Linked DNA regions of Bombyx mori: region 2 is linked to region 1. A link is a contact called in public Hi-C data. All regions are on one chromosome and are shown on one strand. The core of a region is the stretch at or near the end of the contact, and the rest is flanking DNA. Distances in the headings are between cores, read along the strand shown. Region 1 overlaps LOC101745857 (CCR4-NOT transcription complex subunit 6). Region 2 overlaps LOC101745857 (CCR4-NOT transcription complex subunit 6).

Region 1 (3,289 bases), core at 253-2,752:
TTCCAACGTTATAAATGTTTTCTCTTTATTATGTCAACAAATGCAATTAATTGCCTTGTAGTTGTATTAAAATATTGACTTGATTCATTATGCAACAGACACAAATTCGGTTACACGTTTTCCCCTAATAGAATTATAATTTGATTGCCTTGGAATGTCAAATATTACGAAAAAGATAATTGGATAATATATAATTGGATAATTGGAAATTAAGTACGAGGTAAATATTTTGTATTAGAATAAATGGCTGGCTCCGAAATTGATAGGTTTACTCAGAGATTTATAACTAATAATGGGTGCCGAAAACACACACAGGAGATACAGCAACTACAAACAGACTCTGAATCCTAAAGATATTTAGATATACTAACAGGAAATCGAAATCGGAGGAAACCTAGAAGTAGACCCAAGACAAGGTGGAAAGATGTAGTGCTGAAGGACAAAAGGAAATACAATGCTGCTGACGAGGATGTCGAAGACAGAGTGAAGTGAAGGAGTAGAAAGCTAACCCCACCACCGTGTGGAATAAATGGCTGGGAAGAGAGTGAGAGAGACTAACAGGAAATCGAAACCGAACCAGGTGTGGGTACATTGGTCATAACCAAGAACCACTAGATCAATAAAGTGGTTAGATTGAAATGAATCATTTTGTGGAATATGCCCAAGCAAACAGCAAGCTTCATGTGAATTATTAACAGTATTCAGTAGGCAACTATGAATATACATCAACCAGTTTTGCGATGCTGGGGCGGTAGCCATCCATCCGTACAGCACAAGATATTTGACAAATACCTGAATCTCGCTTACTACATTTTCTAGATAAGTTCCGAACTACAACATCTGGACCATCGCGTCTGTCTACCGAGCAATATCACCCGTTCGGTGGAAGATCTTTCCTTTCGTCGGTATACCTACCTACATTGTTAACAAACGGCATAATTTAGCCTATGATAAGGTCCCGACTAACTTGTACTAACGTCTCCACTAACGTCAATAGGTAAATCGGTAGTCGTCTTTGATAGTATGGTATATATAGTTGCTTCTGTCGAACGTCAGCTTTTATTTTTATTTTTACTACATACATAATATGTGGGTAAACGAGCTCACTACGCGCCTTTTGTTAAGTGGTTACTGAAATTACAGAATTCACATGCATGTCACCACACGCCTTGAGACGTGAGATTCAAGTGTCAATTTTTTTTTTGTAATACATTTGTCCTTTCGTATTGAAATGCATAATAGAAATAGACAGAAAGATGATTCTACCCTACCCGGAATTACTATGCGTGCTACGACCAGTAGACTTTCAGACGAGTCAAGAGTGCAGACATAACCACAGACGCACGCGCACATACACGCTGTCTTTAAATATAAATTTATAAGCACAGCAACGATGCTTAATAATTTTATTGTAAATTTGTATTCAGTATACGAATTCATAGCTACAATCAGCTCTAATGTAACCAGTAAGTACGGACCGATCAGACGTCCGGCTCGTGTTTTAAGTTATCACACACACCTAATACATTGTTTCATTCAAATGAAAACATCGAACGCACGAGTCTTGTGAATTCAAATAACGAGAAACAAAGAGTTCACTAAACCTATCGACGTTATTGTGTTATCTTTTATTAATAGATGCTTTTGTTGATGTCTGTTCGTTTCCATAATACGGTTTTATTGGTGGAGCTTGGCGTGCGAACTCTTTTAATTTAGAACCTATTGTGGATCTGAATTCTTTTAAAGCAATTCTGTTCTTGCTATACTTACTCAGAGATCTTAACATACTATTTACACTTTTCTTTAGTATATTCTTAACTAGCCCAGTTTGTGTATTGTGTTGTGTTGGATTAATGAGCTGATATTTTAATTTGTTCCTTACTATTAAATTGATTTATATGTAAATAATGCTATATGTATATAAAACACATTTTACAATATTATATTGTTGCTTACATCATTTATACAGGGTGTCCCAGAAAGAATGGATAATATTCAAACACCTCCTAGTAGAGCTATTGGGGACTCAATAAAACTTAAAACTCATGTCTCGATGTGGGGGAGACCGCCAGCATTTACGTTGTTGATGCTTATGGGCTCCGGTGACCGCTTCGCTCAAAGTGTGCCCTGAGCTTGTCGACCCTTCTAGATAAAAAATAATCTTTTGTTATTATAAAGTTAGAAATAAATTGAGAATTTACGATCGAAAGCATATTTACTCATTCACAGATTTTTATACCAGAAACACGGGTTGTCGTTCGATTATGTGCGTGTCCAATCGTTCGATATTACTGTCAAGCAACTGAAACTAGTATTCCATGTTCTAATAATAACAAAACAAAAATGCCCACTGAGTTTCTCGCCGGATCTTCTCAGTGGTTCGCGTTTCCGATCCGATGGTAGATTCTGCGAAGCACTGCTCTTGCTAGGGTCAGTGCTAGCAACACTGCGGTTTGAGCCCCGTGAGCTCACCTACACATGTTAGGGTGAAGCTGAAATAGCCTCTTAAGGCTATCAGCATAGGTAGGAAAAAAAAAGTATGATATTTTCGAATTGAGAATACGATTATGTAGTTTCGAAATCATTAAAATGACATAACATTGCGACGCGCACATCCTAATCGCGGTCCAGTTCGCGGTTCGATTGACTTTCCCTTCGGCGCGATAAGTTGTACGCAACAGCGGCTATAACACGCGATATTATATAGCAGCCGTTAACGCATGCTGTACGAGAGTGAGAGTGGATGTCGGAATTGATTCTGTCTAAACACGCGACCGATGACGGGTCAACGAATCAGCGTTGCGCTTTCTCCGTCTCAGAAATCGCGTTACCTTCGTAATCCACAGCCATTTTTTTTTTCTTTCTTTTTTATTGCTTAGATGGGTGGACGAGCTCACAGCCCACCTGGTGTTAAGTGGTTACTGGAGTCCATAGACATCTACGACGTAAATGCGCCACCCATCTTGAGATATCAGTTCTAAATCCTCAAGTATAGTTACGAGCCTATAGCCTATTCTAGCATTAAAACTGTATAATCAAAAAACTTACAAATTTTACACGAGAGTGTTTTAAGTGGTTTAACATGTGATATTTTTAATATTAATCATCTTTGCAACATATATATTTTTCAGTTTTTACCAGTTACATTATCTGTCTTTTAAAGTAAGATAAAATTATGTATTAATTTTGTTAATATATAGTAGTCAAAACATAGGTAAACTAAAAAAAAAGACGTGTGGCACTCGGAGACTGCCGCGGTAAAGCTATTGTAAAGCATTTTTTATCAACT
Region 2 (3,264 bases), core at 326-2,825, 150 kb after region 1:
ACTCACAAACGTTTTCCACGATGAAGGATCATCATAAACAAAAATCAAACCGGCAAAATGTATTCTATTAATGATTGGTGGTAGGGGGCGTGTCTTAAGCTCTAAGTATATTTTCTGCGACATTATGTTGCGAATTAGACTGTCACATATCGTGTCGTGCAAACTTCTCTTATTTGTCGCATTGGACCTCGACACCCGCTTTGTGCTCTGTGATCACGCGCCGCACATCGGTGGAGGCAATTTGTACCTCCGCTCCGTTTTGTATAAATGGACCCTCTCCGCTTTAACAGTCTCTTGATGTGTACGCTCACTTTAATAATAGGAGGTCGCTTGTCGGTTAACGGTTTAATATGACGTTACCAGCAAAACGGGCGTGGATGTATGGAATGGGCTGTCGTCTGATTTGTTTTGATCCTTTGCATCTACTAACTAACGCTTTGAAAACACTTAAAACTTACCTATGGTAGGCGGCGGCTTGGCTCTGCTGCTGGCATTACTGAAGTCCATGGGCGACGGTAACCACTTACCATCAGGTGGGCCGTATGTTCGTCTGCCTACAAGGGCAATAAAAAAAAATTCAAATCCCAATGACATATCCTGAATTGTTGTTTTCAATTTCTAGAAACTAGAGGTCCCGCAGTAGTCGAAATTCGACTATAATTAATTGGAATTGTAAGTTTGTACACTATTATGATATTATTTTATATTTCTATAATTACAAAATTCGCCACAGTAAAAAATATTAACAAAGACAAACAATATTTAATCTATTCTCAATTTGACAACAGACGTCAAGAACAAAAGTTTGACAGTAAATAGTATGCATGCGTGTGTGCGTCAAATACATGGTATGTAGTGTGTGTAATGTTTTCTTTATCGATTTAATGTATCTTTTATGCATTATTTAAAAAAAAAATATAGCATTGTGCACTTCTTCTCTATATTCTCTATAAGTGTGGAAAATTTCATACTCCTCCGTCCGCGCAATTTTCGTAAAAAGGGATACAAAGTTTTTGCTTCGCGTATTAATATATAGAAGATATCTAACAGACGCTTGTTACTTTTAAGAGATAATATGTCAAAATCGTTTTCTCATCGCTCCGAGTCTACGCACGCACACACAACGACTTGCCATTTGCGGTATTTGATGGAAGATTGTTCTATTTAAGTGTACGTAAACAACAAGACGGTTTCTAACGTTCGCTTATGATTTATCCTTAGCTCACATCTAAACAACATACATACCCTTCAGGTCATGACATCATAATACATTTTAACTACAAAAGGAACATTGACTCGAGTCTCTCTCGGACAGACGAACCTCAACAAAAGCAACCTTTCACCGAGATCGTTAAATGAATTAGCTAATCAATCAACATGATCTGCGTATCAGTCACGAAAGTTCGTTCACCTCTTCATTCAAGGTCTGTACGTTATTAAAAGGTCCACAGCGACCCACACGCAGTAGTATGCACATTTCCAAGTACGATGCACTAAGTTGAAGGAATGAGAGCGCGTGATATGAATACAAGTGCCACTATCTTATGAGTGTAGATTTTATCGGCCCGTAAAAACATCCGTAGAATTCCGCCACACCCTCGCAGTCCGAGCTAACAAATTGAATCACCACAATGATATACTGTTATCTTTAGTATATTTGTGGTTTGAATGCCTTCTAAATTGCCTGCTTTGGCTCGAATGCTATAGAGGATACAAAATTGTTTAGTAACAATCATAATATGTTATTACATCAACATAAATTTTAATAAAAGTGCCTTCAGTTTATTAGATCCAAGCATTCAATTTGTTGGAGCATTGTGTTTTTGTATTATAGTTTAGTAACAATATTGTTTTGTGGACTTGTCCATTAGCGACAAAGAAATACTTGGGTGATTTACGACGGGCATCGTCCGATTGATGGAGCCGTGTCTCTGTAAATGAAACAGTCTGACGGTAGCCGTTCGCCGGTTTATGACTGCGATATATCTGATGGCAATTTGAATGCTCAGACAAATGCTAGTGTCACCTTAACACAATACTCTTTTCTCTATATAAAAAATGCCTCGGGATGCTGTTTATTCCTTCATGGATTTACCTTTTTTTTTATTGCCCTTGAAGGCAGACGAGCATACGGACCACCTGATGGTGAGTGGTTACCGTCGCCCATGGACTTCAGCAATGCCAGGGGCAGAGCGAAGCCGCTGCCTACCTTTTTTCTTTTTCTTTTTTTCCCTACCTATACTGATAGCCTTGAGAGGCTATTTCAGCTGCTCCCTGACGTGTAGGTGAGCTCACGGTGCTCAAACCGGAGTGTTACTAACACTGACCCTAGCAATAGCAGTGCTTCGCAGGATCTACCACCGGATCGGAAACGCGACCCACTGCAGAAGATCCTTCGAGAAACTCAGTGGGCAAGATTTTCCTGTTGGTTTTCCGACGCACTAAATCACGTAATACGCTCTTAAGCCTTGTTCGCACTAGGCGACTAAAAAGTCGAGTACCGAGTAATTTAGTGGCTGAACTACTCGCTACTCGCCCGATAAAAATAGAACAAAATGGATTGACTTGACTAAATTATTTACTAACCTACTCGACTAAATTTTTGGTGTTCAGACACATTTAGCTACTAAATTACTCGGTACTCGACTAAAATACTCGCCTAGTCCGAACAAGGCTTTAAAGACGGCCCACGTGGGCATGAGCTCTCGTTTTGTTTTTTTCCCGGTAGCAAGCACATCGTTCGTCATTACGTGTTTATCATTCGTCTGGCCTTGGCCGTGAACGCGGGGACACGGTGGCGCGTGAGCAAACACACTGGGACCATACACGAGTGTTTGCAATGTGAATTTCAGATTGACATCACCAAAAAAAAAACAGGCATTGTAAGCTCTTGAATACATCATCGGCGCAGTAAAAAAACTGATTAATTCGTAACCGTATTTTATTAGACATTACTTATATCGTATTTTAGACGTACATGCGACTTGAAGTTATTGCAAAATGTAAGTGTTAAACATATTCTAGTATATTTGTGCTTGTCAGTTGAATAAAATATATCTTAAACAATAAAAGGGTTCTTACAAAATTACGTGGTGGAAAACTTTACAAAGAATTTAATACGCGATTTTGTTGACTTCAATATTTTTACAGCATCGTTTATTTATGTACGCACATACAAGATGTGCGCTTCGGTCTCGCTCGCGTTTTAATCTATATTCCAAAAAAATTAAATTCGGTAATTTTACGTATTATTTAATATAGATT

The links. Hi-C and Micro-C count contacts between places; a contact is called where the count stands out from the background.
Region 2: a Hi-C map of whole pupa shows a contact between it and region 1, with 1.6 times the contacts expected there. The contact joins two enhancer-like sites. A contact is called at or near these places in 2 of 7 Hi-C or Micro-C datasets (both in whole pupa).

The regions. Positions count from the first base shown.
Region 1 is chr6:13,100,524-13,103,812 of ASM3026992v2, forward strand. All of the region lies in intron 4 of LOC101745857 (CCR4-NOT transcription complex subunit 6), which reads left to right. Among protein-coding and RNA genes, the nearest start is that of LOC101740768, 15 kb to the right of the region's middle. Within about 2 kb of position 1,503, at least 5 of the 8 cell types and tissues checked have open chromatin away from gene starts, as enhancers often do.
Region 2 is chr6:13,247,061-13,250,324 of ASM3026992v2, forward strand. All of the region lies in intron 4 of LOC101745857 (CCR4-NOT transcription complex subunit 6), which reads left to right. Among protein-coding and RNA genes, the nearest start is that of LOC105843009, 43 kb to the left of the region's middle. Within about 2 kb of position 1,576, at least 7 of the 8 cell types and tissues checked have open chromatin away from gene starts, as enhancers often do.